Regions from separate parts of the Mus musculus genome. Here region 2 is linked to region 1. The links are chromatin contacts, called in public HiChIP or PLAC-seq maps. All regions are on one chromosome and are shown on one strand. Each heading gives the region's core, a stretch centred on a gene start, on an enhancer-like site or on the middle of the called end of the contact. The rest is flanking DNA. Distances are from core to core; before and after follow the strand shown. Region 1 holds the start of Anxa3 (annexin A3). Region 2 has its middle 22 kb from the start of Gm33100.

The links. HiChIP or PLAC-seq counts read pairs in DNA pulled down with a chosen protein or histone mark.
Region 2: a contact with region 1 is called in an H3K27ac HiChIP or PLAC-seq map of bone marrow-derived dendritic cells, with 4 times the contacts expected there. The contact joins the enhancer-like site here to the promoter of Anxa3 in region 1. A contact is called at or near these places in 1 of 484 Hi-C or Micro-C datasets (morula), 3 of 115 datasets of contacts at active chromatin or transcription factors (CD8 T cells, bone marrow-derived dendritic cells and bone marrow-derived macrophages) and 1 of 9 other capture datasets (pancreatic islet).

The regions. Positions count from the first base shown.
Region 1 is chr5:96,790,813-96,798,523 of GRCm38.p6, reverse strand. It overlaps Anxa3 (annexin A3), which reads right to left and starts at 5,139. Exons shown (of 13, transcript NM_013470.2): 1 at 4,961-5,139; 2 at 1,071-1,123. The coding sequence starts at 1,085.
Region 2 is chr5:96,853,221-96,860,931 of GRCm38.p6, reverse strand. No RefSeq gene overlaps it. Among named protein-coding and RNA genes, the nearest start is that of Gm33100, 22 kb to the left of the region's middle. Within about 2 kb of position 4,146, at least 20 of the 459 cell types and tissues checked have an H3K27ac peak or open chromatin away from gene starts, as enhancers often do. A contact at or near this core is called in CD8 T cells, bone marrow-derived dendritic cells and bone marrow-derived macrophages, where this site is marked.

The DNA of each region.
Region 1 (7,711 bases), core at 3,890-6,389:
GTTATCTTCTCATTCTATTTACGATGTTGCTGCCACAGTTACAAATTTACACATAAACAAATTAAAGAAAACCTTTTGTCTTTTGCTTTAGGCCTATGGTTGTAATGGCCTTACCCATTCCAAATTAATTCTAAAAGATCCACTTGAGCTTTATTTTTTGTATAATTGTGTATTTATTTATTTATTTTATATGCATGCATGTATGTACATGCATGTACATATGCTCATAGTCATGTGGCAGTATGTGCGTGCAGGTATGTGGAGGTCACAGAACAGCACTGTGTTTCATTCCTGGGGAGCTGTTCCCTGTAGTTTTTGAGACAGGGGCTCCCATAGGGACCTGGGCCTTGCCACTGTAAGCACGTTACTAACCATTCCCTCACTTCTATGCTTTACACATTTAAATTTTATTTTAATGTAAGAGGGGACGTGGAATATAGATTTACTTTCCCCCAATGAGCTAGAAGTCTCTCTAATTTTGCTAACAGAAGAAACTATCTTTCCTTGCTGATAATAAATGTCATCTTTATAGTTGTGTAGGCTGAGTTATACAATACATTTTTTTTTCTCCATTAAGGCCTCTTTGCCAAGTATGGACTGCTATTATACCCTTAAAAATGTTTACTGTATGTGTGTATGTGTGTGTGTGGGAGTGTTACATGCACATAAATACGGGTGTCCTTCCTGTGAGGCTGGAGCCACAGGCGGTTGTACGCAGCCTGATGTGGATTCTGAGAACTGAAACCCAGTCTCTACATTTAAGTGTAGTTTTGAAGCATGACACCAGCCCCTCTGATACATTTTTACTACTAGTCCTTCTTAGATAAGCTCTCCCTACATACTCGGTCTCTCCCCACACTTGACATTCTTCTGCCTTAACTTTCAGAGTTCTGGAGTTACAGATACATGCCACCACACCTGCTTATGACACATATACTTTACTATTCTTAAATGTGCTCTAGCTTTTGGCTATTTTTTAAATAGTTAATCAACTTTCATATATATATATATATATCAGTTTGTCCTTCTGTTTGACTCACGTAAGCCACGGTGCTTTGGCTTTTACTCACCCAGATAGAGGCCATGACAGTCCACCTTTCTCTCAAGCCGAGATCACAGCAATCTAGAAAAGAAACAAAGTATTAAAGGGACAAAGCCATGTTGTGATTCAGCACACAACATTTTCAGTCCAACTCTTAATGCTTAATCCAGAAAGCAACAGTCAGCAGTCAATGAGAAACTTCTCTGGAGGAGGGTGTGTATCTGACATCAAGAAACCTGTTCCCTGAGCAAGGATTAACTAAGCATTTAGCAATTTCAACTGCTAGCAGAGTCATTCTGGTCTGGCCAACTGTCCTCAGTACACCAGTTAGACAGAGATAAGTAAGAATCAAAAGTAGAGAAAGGAGATTTACTCAAAGTGGCCCATTGGGAAGAGGAACAAACAAGGAGGTACAGAAAACCCCATGTCTGTCTTCAGGGTACCGACACGGAGGAGACAGTTAGCAGTACTGCCTGAGAAGACTTCCCTGGAAACTAACTTTCTTTCTTTCTTCTCTCTCTTTCTTTTTGGTTTTTCGAGACAGGGTTTCTCTGTATAGCCCTGGCTGGCCTCGAACTCAGAAATCCACCTGCCTCTGCCTCCCAAGTGCTGGGATTAAAGGCATGCGCCTCCACAGCCCAGCTCCCTGGAAACTTTCAATCTTTAAATACTCCATCTCTATAGTGTGGTAGCCAAAGGAAGGGACCCAGGTGTCCTTCCCCCCTCCCCCTGCCTTAGAACAGCGACAAAGAGGTCATGTTGGCCCTGGACTTTTGAGGGCCGCAGGGCAGGAAAAATTCAGCTCTGTACTCTGGGCCTTAGAAGAATAGTTTCTGGGAAGCCTCTTTTCACTTCTTTTTTAAAACCAATAGTGTTGCTGTCTGCAGTCCCAGCCTGTGAGAGGTTGGGGCAGAAGGATCACCTGATCTGCACAAGGACACCACATCTCAAAAGGACAGCAACAAAACCAGGAGAACTGTACGGGTCCATTACTGATTTCTTCTAACCCAGAACAGGTTGCCATCATAGGGAAAAGAAAGGAGAAGAAGAAGAAGAAGAAGAAGAAGAAGAAGAAGAAGAAGAAGAAGAGGAGGAGGAGGAGGAGGAGGAGGAGGAGGAGGAGGAGGAGGAGGAGGAGGAGGAGGAGGAGGAGGAGGAGGAGGAGGAAGAGGAAGAGGAGAAGGAGAAGGAGGAGAAGGAGAAGGAGAAGGAGGAGAAGGAGAAGGGGAAGAAGAAGAAGAAGAAGAAGAAGAAGAAGAAGAAGAAGAAGAAGAAGAAGAAGAAGAAGAAGAAGAAGAAGAAGAAGAAGAAGAAGAAAGAATTTGTTTCTCACCCCCAAACCAAGACAAATTCTAGCTGGGTTTGAACTGATTCCTTGCCTGTACATTTTACAAGATCCAAGCCTACGCAGCTTGTTATAAATACCCATTTCTACTCTTTGAGGAGGTCAAGCTAATTCCAAGTAGGTGCAGACAGGAAAAGGGCCACTTCCTTGAACCCAGGCACACCTTCCATAAGTAAACATTACTCAGATGTGCTGGCTTGTCTCCAGTGTGGATTCAGAAATACAAACTGTTCCCACCCATCCTGGCAACAAAATATTCTAAAACTTCAGTGGCAGTTCAGGGCCAAAGATGGACCTGAAACCACATTAATAGTCACTGGAAGTATTTAGCCCTAATGTTTGCTCATTCTCTGAAACTTCTGTGTTCTCTTTTTTTTTCTTCTTTTTCTTTTTTGTTTTGTTTTGTTTTGTTTTGGGGGGGGGGGGCAGAGGTGAGACAGGGTTTCTCTGTGTATCCCTGGCTGTCCTGGAACTCATTCTGTAGACCAGGCTGGCCTCAAACTCAGAAATCCACCTGCCTCTGCCTCCCAAGTGCTGGGATTAAAGGTGTGCGCCACCACTGCTCCCCTGGCCTGTCCTCTCTAATTAAAGGGTCTGACCCTCTATCTCTCTCCAGACTATACAGTGGATACAGGATAAGGTTGCTTCTTGTCACGTACAACAGGCCTTCCCATTTTGGTCCCGAATGCAGCTGTGTTCAGAGCTGAGGAGTTTCATAAGCAACTGGATCAGGAATGGTCACTTTAACCTCAACAATAGATCAATCCATTGATGGTGTCCTAATTTAATGGGAAACAGTGGAAGCTTAAGGGGTAAGACTCCCTAAAGAGAGCAGATCCCTTAGGAGCGGCCTCAGAGCTCCCTGTATTCTCCCTGGCACTGCCCACACTTGGTCTCTGCGTCTTGGCGGCCATGAGGTGGGGTATTCTCCTCTGCCAGGGACTCTGTTATGAGCATGTCCTGCCTCACGTTGAATGATTAGCAACGGAGCCAGCTGACCTGACCTGGGCTAAAATCTCTAAAACCATGAGCTAAAAAGACATCTTTCTTCCTTTTAAATTCTTCCTCTCAGATGTTCTGTCACACAGACAAAATGCTAACACATCTCTTAATTCGAGACCTAATTTGAGTCAGGATTTCCTCATGTGTAAAATAGGGAGATGGCTGTTTCTATTGCTGGGAGGAAATAAGATAGATTATGCTGTCAGCCAGCATCTTGTGTTTTTACTAGGTGTCAGGTGACAGGCAAAGTGTTAGAAAGTGAGCTCTCAAAGCTGGGGATTTGTGCAATGTTTATTCACTGGTGTATATGAAAAAAAAAAAACTGTATTCAATGATTTAAACATAAGCCTCAGAATAACCTAGTTAGTGAGAGAGACATCATTAACAGCACAGGAAGATGCTGGAGGCACAGGAAGCAATAGTGAAATCCCCACCATACAGCTATTGGGTCGACCCGACTGAACCCAGGCATCTAGATTGCAAAGGAATGAACCGTTAATCCCCAAGCCCTGTGGCCCCGGACCCAAACTGATGCTTGACATTTGTTGATCCAATATAATGTGGAAATTTCTAAGAAGTATTATCAAGCCATCCTTTAAGCTTGTAAAAAGTAGAGAATTACTCCATAGTGCAAGCCAAGTGATCTAACAATAGAGCTTTAAACACATCCTTCCTGAAGGGGATTACAGCAGCTACATTTTCTTGTACTTCCTCCTGCTGGCATTTCTACCGATTTCTCAACACCAACAGATCTGCGGACAGTGGTCTGATCTTCGTTTGAGTTTAAAAGTACCTTTCTAGGCAGTTTGAAACTTCCACCTTCAGGAAAACCAGTAATGATTCTTCATAGAATAACCTTTTAGTCTGCTTTTTATGATGTTGGTGAGGAGTAGAAACTGAAGTTCTCTCGGGGGCAGGAACCTCTTCTCTTTAACGCACCTCCTGGGGAAGAATTTTGCCCCGGCTGCTCAACTTTCTATTGGCACAGGACCCAGAACTTCTATATATGGCTATTTGCAATCACAAACCACATACCTCTACCTCGATACCTCACCTGCTGACTCAAGAAGCAGGGGAGGTGATTCATGTCTAGTGAATAGAATTCTGTTGCAATCAAAGAAAACGGTGTCTTTTAAAAGAGAAAACCGAAGTTCCCCAACTCTCAAAGTCCAATACATCTTTCTCCTACCTATACAAAGTAAAGCTAAAAGACACTTGGAGGGGAGAAAGATCTCTCATGGGAGCCTTAGGAAAAAAGTTCTCAGCACAGAACTCTGAGCAGGGGCAGGAGACCTTCCTCTAACCCTTCTTCTTTTAAATGTTTCCGAGACATTTAGGAATGAGCAGTCCCCTGGATGTGAGCTTGGGCTGCAAGACCCTAAGTTTGATAACTTACTCAGCTCGGCCCTTGTGCCCCCCAGGTCAAGTCTCTTCTATTTCCATAGAAGGGAAGAGGGCTTGGGGGAAGGGAGGGGAGGGAACAGCCCCAGGAGCAAGCTGCGCTCACGACCTGGGACTCCGCGGGAACCTGATGTTCCGTGGTTGTAGAGGGGCGGGCATGGGAAACTTACCCTTGGGGCCGCGGAGGCGAAGCCCAGGCAGAAGCTCAGCGAAGGTGAAAGATCAGCCTCGGCCGGCCGTAGCTCCCGGCTAGCCTGGGTGGCAACCCAGACCGCACCCTTCCTCAGCCCCTCCTCCTGTTTCTACTCACGGACTGCCCAGGACCGGCTTGCAAGTGGCTCTTGGATCCAGGATCCTCTCTGCTCCAGTCGTGACCTACCCACCACGCCCCCCTCGCAAGCCCTCCCCTTCCCCTGTCTCCCTCACATCCTCCTCCAGCTTCCTCCAAACCCAAACCCTTTCCTCTGTCTTCTTTCTTTTCACTTTTCTCACCCCCCGCCCATCCCCCGCCCACCCCCACTCCCACCCCCTCCTTTTAGGGCTTGGCTCATTTTCTAGACAGCATGGATTCAGAGTTGACAGTCCTCACAGGTACCTATACTAAGTATGGCTTACTTACCTAGAGGGTCCTTCGAGTCAGGCACTGGTCTAAACCCCGCATGATAACCAAACTACAAGACAGATGCGATTGTACTCATTTTACAAGGAGTCACAGAGGCAAGGGAGGTCAAATCATACAGAAAGAACGGCAGAGCTAGATTTTGAGTTTATGAGTCTGAGGAGTGTCTCTGCTTGGCCTTTTGACTCTAAAGGGAGGATTAGAGCTCAGAGAAGCACCAGTGTTTGTGTTTTGAGCCCTCAGAACCACAGGTAAGTCACGGAGGATAAACATTAAATTCCCACTAAAATGGCCAGTTTTGTGTCAGCTCCCCACAAACTAGAACCCTTAATTGAGAAAGTGACTCCCATAAAATGAGGTTTAGGCAAGCCTTTAGGACTCTGTTTCCTTAATTAGCGTTTGAGGTGGGAGGACCCAGACCATTGTGGGCGGTGCTATCCCTGGGCTGCTGGTCCTTGTATGCCTTTAAGGACTGATCAAGTCCTAGAGAGCAAAATAGACAGCATTCTTCCCTTGGCCTTTGCGCAAGCTCCTGCTTCCGGTTCCAGGGTCCCTCTAGGTTCCTGCCCTGACTTCTTTCAATGGCAGGGTGTGCTGCGGACGCATAAACTGAAACAAACTCGTTCCTTCCTCCTCAAGTTTCTTTTCGCCACGATGTTTTACCCCAGCAATAGAAACCTAAAGACATCCACTTAATATCGGGTAGTGTCTGTGAAAGAAGATAGGTGGAAAAGCCACTAATTATCAGACATTGAAGTTAGTGGACTATGTCATCTGTTTACTTTTACATTCTTCAGGTTGTTTCTAGGACACAGAAGTTTTTATTAAAGCCTGTGGAACAGAGGGGCTAGGGGAATATCTCAGAGGGTAAAAAGTTTGTAAAAAACGAGGTCCTAAGTTTGAATCCTCAGGACCCATGTAAAATTTGGTATTAATCTGTGTTTTGGAGCTGGCTGGCAAACCAGCTTAACCAATGGTAAGTTCCTGGTTCTGTGTGAGACTCTGTCAAGGGAATAAGGCAGACAGCAACACTGGAAGACATACTGCTCTGGTTTCTGCATGCTCAGACACACACAACAAACGCATGTGCATATACACCCCACTACCACTATCACCACCACCACCACCACCACCACCACCACCACCATCACCACCACAACCTCCAGCATCACCACAACCTCCAGCATCACCATCATTACCCTCATCATCACCGTCATCATCACCACCACCACCACCACAAAACATAAAGATGTACAGAAGAGGAAGCAAGTGTAGACAAACTGAGTGAGCAGGTCAAGTAAGTGGATGTGGTCAGCAGACCAGCCCTGATGTTACTCTACCTCGGTGCAGAACTTCATCAAGAATCTTAGGTTTTCTGTATTGGGGCATAGTTATAGTTTTTCTCATATGTTATTTTATGTTAGTTCCAAATATTGATGTAGCAGTACTATAAAATACTATTTATTAGTTCTTAATTCCTTTTACATTTATTTATGTCTGTATATGTGCCTATGTGTGCATATTTGTGTATGTGTGCATGCTTTTGTGTGTGGCATGTTTAATGGCATATGAACTCAGATGGGAGGTATGTGTTTGTGTGTGCATGTGTATGTGCATGCAATTGTATGTGAGCTCAGATGGTGTGTGTGTGTGTGTGTAAACTTGTATCTGTATAGGTGACACGTGAGCTCAGATGCTGTGTGTGTATGTATGTGTGTATGGAATGGTATGGAATGGTATGTATAGTGTGTGTGTGTGTGTGTGTGTGTGTGTGTGTGTGAGTTCACAAGCACAATGGCATGTGAACTCAGATGGTTAAGGTCCGTGGCAGGTGCCTTTACCCACTGATCCCTGTAGGTGGTCTGGTCAGGTTTGAAAACTTAAATCAAATGCCCAGGGTCATAGTGTTACTAACAAGCCTGACCACACAGAACAGATTGCTAGTGAGGATAAAAGAAGAAAGTGGTCCAGCCATATGGAAGATAATTTAGTTGCTTCTTACAAAACTAAATATAGTCTTATTATTCAATCCAGGAATTGTGCTTACTGGTGTTTGTCCAAGTATCACGGAAGCTCTGTGCTCGCTAACAACTACACATACGTATTTGTACCAGCTTTATTCGTAATTGCGGAAATGTGAAAGTACCAAGATGTCCTTCAGTAGGTGGATGGGCAGTAGACTGTGGTACATTGTATATTGTAATTTTATTCAGGACCCAAAGCAGGTGAGCAATCAAGCTATAAAGGTACCTGAAATGTATCTGGTTAAGTGAAGAAGCCAGCTTGTAAAGGGTGTGGTTCC
Region 2 (7,711 bases), core at 2,897-5,396, 63 kb before region 1:
GTGAATGTTCATTGCAATGAGTCTGGCTAAAGATCTCAAGCTTCCAGCCATCATCAATATTGGCTCTTCACTGGGACTCCTCCCTGTCATCCTGTTGTTGCCCTGTGTCATAGAGATCCTGCAGCCTTGGAATAGCAGGACAGGCCCTCTCACATGTGCCAACTGTGCACAGATGATACAGATTTTGGGGTGGGCTAATTGAGAGCCCTGAATCTGGGCCTGGGTGGAAGCTAAGCTGGTCATCCCTCCAGCTTTCCCTTATCCACACCATCAAGGTGAGCTCTCCAGCACTGCTCTGGCTAGGCCACCCAGTGCTGCCATCAGCAGTAGGCAGGGTCAGCTCTCCTGCTGTCCTGCCCTCAGGGCTGGCTTACCCACACCCATACTTCCAAAGTCAGCTTCACTGTGCTGCCCAGTCAAGGTTGGAGGCCCACTCTCCCAAGTGCTGCAGGCTGTGAGAGGCTGGGACAGCTCTCCTGCTCTCATGGCTTATTCTTCCTACTGCTGCAGGAGGTGAGGGGTGGGGCTGTGTGTGCAGAGAGGGCATCACCACTGCATCCAGGCCACCTCATGTCAGATGAGGCTCTTCTGTCTCTCACCCTTGGGTCTGAATGACAACTCTTATAAAGAAAAACACTTCACTGGGGCTGGCTTAAAGTTCAGAGCTTTAGTTCATTATTATCATGGCCAGAAGCATGGCAGCATGCTGGCAGGCATGGTGCTGGAGAGTTCTATATCTGGATGCACAGGAAGCAGGAAGTGAACTGAGACACACTGTCACCTCACCTCAAAGTCCACTCTCTATGACACACTTTCTCCAACAAAGTCAAACCTACTCCAAAAAGGCCACACCTCCTAATAGTGCCACTCCCTATAAACTATGGGGCCATTTTTATTTCAAATTATCACAAAAAAATATTTCGTGTACTCACAGACCTGTGCCTGGTGGCTCAGGGGTAATCAGAGAGACTTCCTCTGGCAGCTGAGAGAAGCAAATGCAGACACCCACTCTAAAGCCCAACCAACTCTGTTTTTGAGAAGGAGCTCTGTTTTGTCCGACAAAGTCCATTTGAGCAAACATCCTAAGGCTGCCCCCTCCCTCCTTTGCAACAGTCAGTTAGACTACATATAGACAATCTAAGACATCCTACAGAAAATAGTTAACTTAGCCATGCTGTTTGTCAGGTGGGTTCACCCCATGGTTTTTTTTTTTTTTCTTTTTTTCAGATTATGTCAGAAATGAAAATTTTAAAATATTAACTTCTGACCCGTATGGAAGTTCCCCAAATTCGCTGTAAAAAAATAAATACCCCGCACCCCTAGACTCAAGACTCTCACTTCTGACCTGCTGAGACAGTGACAGTGAGCGGCCTTGCTTCACACAAGGTGAAGACCCTCGTGTGTTTCCATTGGAATTGGCTCCTTGGTGGTCTTTGGGTTCTCTGCAACTCGGGCATAACACCACACCTAAATATTAGGGAACCCTACAGAAAAGGAAGTAGAAAGATCATAGGAGCCAGAGGGTTTAAGGATCCCATAAAAACAAGACCCACAGAATCAACTAAGCAGGCTTCATAAGGGCTCATAGAGGCTGAAGAGGCAACCACAGAGCCTACGCAGGTTCTCTGTACTCATGCTGCAGTTGTCTAGGTTGGAGTGTTTGTTCGACTCCTAACAATGGGAGTGGGGGTATCTTGACTCTTTTGCTTGCTCTTGGAACCTTTTTCCTCCAACTGAGTTGCGTTATCCAGCCTTGATATGAGGGTGTGTACCTAGTTTTGTGGCATCTTGTTATGTCATGTTTGGTTGGTATCACTGGGAAGCTTGCTCTTTATGGAGGAGGAGTGGTCTAGGGGAGAGGGGAGATGAGGTTGGGGGCTAAGAGGAGGAGAGGGAGGGGATGCTTAACATGAGAGAATAAAAACAAACAGAAACCTTCCCCCTAATGGAACAATCATGTCACTGGATTCTTCGACCAGGTGTTTTTTGTGGTTTTGCTTGCTTGCTTGTTTGTTTGTTTGTTTGTTTGTTTTTTAACCAGACCCCTTTGAACACAACATTCTGTACACAGAACAGCAATTTCTTGAAACCAGAAAACGTGTGGCTTTATTCATCTTCATAACCCTAGCACATAGTAACATAGCTTCACCCATGGTTACCATGAAGCTTCACCCATGGTCACCATGAAGTAAGTATTGAAGAACTGAAAGGCTGGAGGAGCTTGCTTGGAGTGGTGAGCACGGAAGTCAACGTTTCCCATGAAGAGCTCTGTGAACACCTGCTTCAGGAGGATTTGCAGTGGGTGAGCTCAGTTTCTCTTATGAGGACTTGGCTTTCTAACATAGCACAACACAAAAGAAGTAGGTGTTTCCATATGGCAGATCTGTGAAGGCCATCTGAGGTAGACACTGTAGACCACCTAGACCAGTGTGCCATTGTTCTTTGAAAGTAGTTGCTAATTGAGGCTCATTGTCACCTACTGCCTCACTCTTTGTTCTCTGCTTTCTTCTCCTCCTCACTGGGGCTCATTCCTGCAGGAGGAAGGATTTCAATGTCCTCTTCAGCTCTCTCTCCACCACCACCCAGGTGATCAGTGTCAGCAAACCACACCAGTTGCTTTAGTGCAACCCTAGGGCTAGCAAAGCCACTTGGGACTGTGGCTCTTTTCACCCTCTTAGAGTTGCACCCAGAGAGACTGGAAGGAGGTGCAGACAACCAGTTTTCCTGTGTGCACAGTGTGGTTTGGATGAATTGTTTGGCTGGCTTGGGTTGAAGTCTGGCATTTCCTTTTCAAGCATACTGCAGCTATTGCCCAGACTGCCTCAGACCCACCAGCCACCCAGTAATGGCACAGAGACAATTATTATTTATGATAGCTCAGGCCTTAGCTCAGGCTATTTCCCAACTAGCTTGTATAACTTAATTAACCCATTTATTCGGATCTAAATTCTGCCATGTGGCTCATTAGTTACTTCTCCTTCAGTTCCAGCACCTTCCCGTGTGTGTGTGTGTGTGTGTGTGTGTGTGTGTGTGTGTGTGTGTGTGTGTTTCCAGAATTCCCATCTCTACCCGGAAGTTACAACTTTCCTCTCCTGCTTTGCTATAGGCTGCTCTACCATTTAGTAAACCAGTCAGAAGGCGATGGAGAAGATGTTTACATAACACAGAGATAGGTGATATGTCATAAAAATAACAATATAAAGCCTTCCGGTGTTCAAATCTCTGCCCATACAGAATCAGCACTTGAATAATACAAAGGTAACCTTGACACAGTGCACACAAGATTAGCCCAACACACAGCAGCCATTTAACATTAGTGCTATTGGGTAACTGCCCTTCTTTGAAACTCTCCCTCTTTGACATTGAAAAGGTGATGGAAGAACACGCAGACTGTAGTCTCTAAGCAGGGCTACTCATGGCGGAGAAGATGTCATCAGGAAAGACTTACTTTAACTGGAAGAAACAACAGAGCAGCAAAGTGACTTAAGTACAAAGTCACCAATCTCACTTGGTTCTCAGGGACTAGAGGAGATGTTGAGAGAGTGAGTGGGAGGGTCTGAGTCTACTCACTAACTGGGTAGTTTTGAAAAGAAATTTGGGGGTACTTTCCGTGCTTCATAAAGCAAGGCTTGCAGGAGGGGAATTACCAGGAGGTCAACTTTTATCTTCTCTCAGAATTGCAAACTCAAGAGAACTTCACAGCATCCTACATCCCCCAAATGAATGAGTACAAGCCATTGTAAGTTTTCCAAATGGAGCCAGAGAACAATGGCTAGCACTTATGGAGCACTTTACAGGGTGAAGGCACTGGGTCAAGTGTGCAGCTACACTGACTTACCAGAACCACACAGCTATCTGCAACAATAGAAACCTGTGCTGTCCTGGCTTGAGCGTGAATCTGTTGTCCAGTCCGGTAATCATGAAACTATACGTGTTTGATTCCCTTTATGAAAGAGATATTTCCCCAAAGACGTCCCCCAAAGATTTAGAGATATTTTACTGAGAGACTAAAATAAATTGTATTTATTTTTTTTCTTCAGTTGTTTGCTGAACACTTCCTGCTGATTTACATAGTACTAGGAACTAAACTCCAGGGCTTCTGCTCACCAGACAGCGACTTTACCCACTGAGTCATGTCCCCAGACTACTAAGTAAGGTTTCTGAAACCTCTTGCACATCATGTTCCCCTATCCCACTCATGTCTTTGCCCTCGCGCTCCACCCTTGTAACCTCTTCCCTAAAGAAAATAAAAAATAAAAGTAAAAAATCAAACCAACCAACCAACCAACCAACCAAAAAAACAAAACATCTGTCGTGTGTCACTGTGTGTCACACAGTGTATCCTTCTGTCACACATCTTTACTTGCAAATGTTTATGGCAATGAATCATTAGTCTGGTTTGAGGCTTCTGGCTTCTGTTACACTATCAATACTGGGTCTTCACCCCTCTCAGATATCCTGTTGTTGTCCTGTATCATGGAGATGCTCTAGCTTTGCCTCTGCTGGTCCAGCCCTTTCACATGCTCTAGCAGATCATAGATGGGGTAGATGTTGGGGTAGGACAACTCAAAGCCCTATTTGGTTCTGGATCTGGGCCTGGGAGGTAGATGATTTGGTTAGTCTTCCTAGGCCCATACCATTGGGGCAAGCTCTCCAGTAGTTCCCAGGCTAGCTCACTTAATGCTGCATTCAGCGAGGGGCAGGGTCAAATCTCCTGCTCTCATGTTCTTGGGCCTGGCTCATCTGCACCCCTGCCACCAGAGTCAGCTGTACTGTGCTGCTCTGGCAAGGTGTAGAGCCCACACTCCTTAGTGCTACAATCAGTGAGGGGCAGAGACAGCTCTTCTGCTCTCATAACCTCAGGGCCAAGGCTGGAAAGAGGTAAGGAAGGGGAGAACATCTCCCACAAGGTATAGAGCCAGCCAGCGCTTGCATGCCCAAGGGACATCAACACAGACCCATGATGCCCTAGGACCATGAACCCAGACATGATCCCTAGCAACAACCTGGGCCTGGATGTCCCATGGCCTCAGGTGATGCGCTATTCAGATCAGTACATCATCCCCTTCACCCCCATGCCAGCACACCCTCAGACATCCACATGGTTTTCACCTTTGGTGGTAACTCAGGCCACAGACAATGACACAGACCCTAGCTGCATCATGAATCCAGACATGGCCTTTTGTGGCAGAGACCTGGGCTAAGACCATGTGGAGACCACCATGGCCTCCTCATCTTGCTGCTGTTCAGTCTCCAGTTCCATATTTCTCCATAGTATACAAACCCCTTGGCTTTGCTTTTTCCTCTATCTCACCACCACAAACTCCATCTTCCCATCTCTCCATCACACATTCATTTGTGGTAGTGATGCCCTAGGTAGTTGCTTAGGTATCTTTCTTCTGGCCACCTCAGGTTAGTATGGCAGGGCAAATGATTTTATGTCTTTCTCCACTAATTGAATTTTATTGAGTTAACTTTCTAATACTCTTCATGTCATTAAATATTCATAACTCTTTTGGGTAAGGACTTACTTGTAGCTGAAGTATCAGGTTGCAAAGAGAGGAGTATTTGCCAATTACATACTGATTTACATACACGTTGTTGTAGTTAAGTAGAAAGCCAAGATCTGAGCCCAGACTGATCTGATTCCAAACCCAATGCATTCAAGACAATTCAGATGCAGAAATTGGAGGCTATCAACATGGCATGCAAATGATATGAAAATGGACAGCAGAAAATATACAGAAGTAAATTCTGGATCACATTACCCTAAACATTTCCTTCAAAAGCACGAGTAGGTTCTTTGAGAACCTTCTATCCAGTATCTTCATTTGCCATTTTTGAAGCACCTAATCTCCAGACCAAGTATATTCTTGATCTAGAGTCTCCTGCCTTCTAACGTTCACCATATTACAAGGCCAGGGCTCCTTCCAGATTGCAAAGTTTCTCCTTCACTGTCTTCATGGATTAACCAGTGTTCAGTGAGCTGACTTGCAGATACTCATCAGTGAAGGTGATCCATGACTAAGCTAGTATACACACACTCAGACACATATAGTATATACATATATACATACAAATGTATTATATATATATATATATATATATATGTACACACACGCGCGCGCACGCACACATGCACGCACATACACATACTTCATATAAATGCAGACTTCCCCGAGAATGATGAACAGCAAAGAACTGAGTTACGTAATCTTCATTGAGAAAGTGTTTACAGTCACAACAAGACTCCTGGAATATGACATGCACTCTGCAAAGCATGTTTCCACGTAGTTCCTATCTGGACTAACTACTCTTAAACAAGTAAAATAGATTTTGTTACTTGGACACAAAACCAACCATCTGGCTTTGAAGTTGACCTGCCACCTTGTGGAAATCAGAGGCAATGAAAACCACCCTCCTTGACTAACACTATAATAACATATGATATAAGGTAGCAGAATCGTCTTTCTTTTTGAGGTAAGATCTTGCAACTGTGTGGTAGGTATGAAGATATACTACAGAGAGACAACTTTTCCTTCAAATTATGGAGACAATCATTCCCAAGATGCCAACCAGAAAAGGAGCTTGTCTCTGGAAAAGAGACCCTCACAACTTGTCAGACCATCTTGTAGGACAGATGAGAGCCTAGACAGGGGGTTAGTGGTGGTCACATCTCGACCCTGACTGCGTAGTTATGCCCACCTCTTTCCCTCTATTTAAACCCAGATGCCACATTTATTGATGGGTTTGCACACCACTGAATATCTTTCTTTGTTCTTCTTTCAAATGTTACTGTATTGAATAAATTCTTTTCTGTTTTTCATTATTACCTATTTCCTTAACTGATCTATCGAGGACAAGTGCCCTAACCTAGCTTGTGAGGACTGCCAGGACCGAGGCTCTGTCCCAAACGACCCCAGGATCAATATCACTAGATCAAGAATGTCTAGAACTATTTAAGTAATCATCCTTCAATCTCCAAACTAATAATAATAGCTGCTTTGTATGATTATCTTATGATTAAAGTAAAAATAATATAACTGACATAGAATCACACCTGGACAATATACAGAGTGAGAGAAGTCTGAGCACTTGATGGGGCGTTGTCATCAAGCCTGTCTTGTCAAGAATCTGGGATCTTTGCAGAAGAGGAGGAAGAATGGCTGTAGCTGAGGAATGACTCCAAGGAAACAGGGTCTTCCAGATCTGAGCATCCTGATCCTAAGGTCATGGCTCTGCCTCCATGTTCTATCCGGCTTTTATCCCTCAGGCACATAGCGCTTACATAAGTATCTGCAGTCTCTAGTCCCTTAGGATAACCAGAGGCAGAAGCAGCTTCCAGCTGGTCTAGCCAGCTGTTGTGAGAGTCTCAGAACTCATATGAACTCACAGAGACTGTGGCAGCACATACAACACCTGCACCAGTTCAATCCAGATGTGTCCTGGCACTGATGGGACAAATTGGACAGAGTCCCATCTCTAACCAAGAAGTTATTTACAGTTGATACCTGCTGAGAAACTAAACTCAAGGAACTGCAAGTCAGTTTTCTCCAGTGGAGTCTCACTGTGTATATCAATCATACTATAGAGCAGGACCCATGCCCAGGCACAGTCTCTCTCCCTCTCCTCCCTCTCCCTCTCCCTCTCCCTCTCCCTCTCCCTCTCCCTCTCCCTCTCCCTCTCCCTCTCCCTCTCCCTCTCCCTCTCC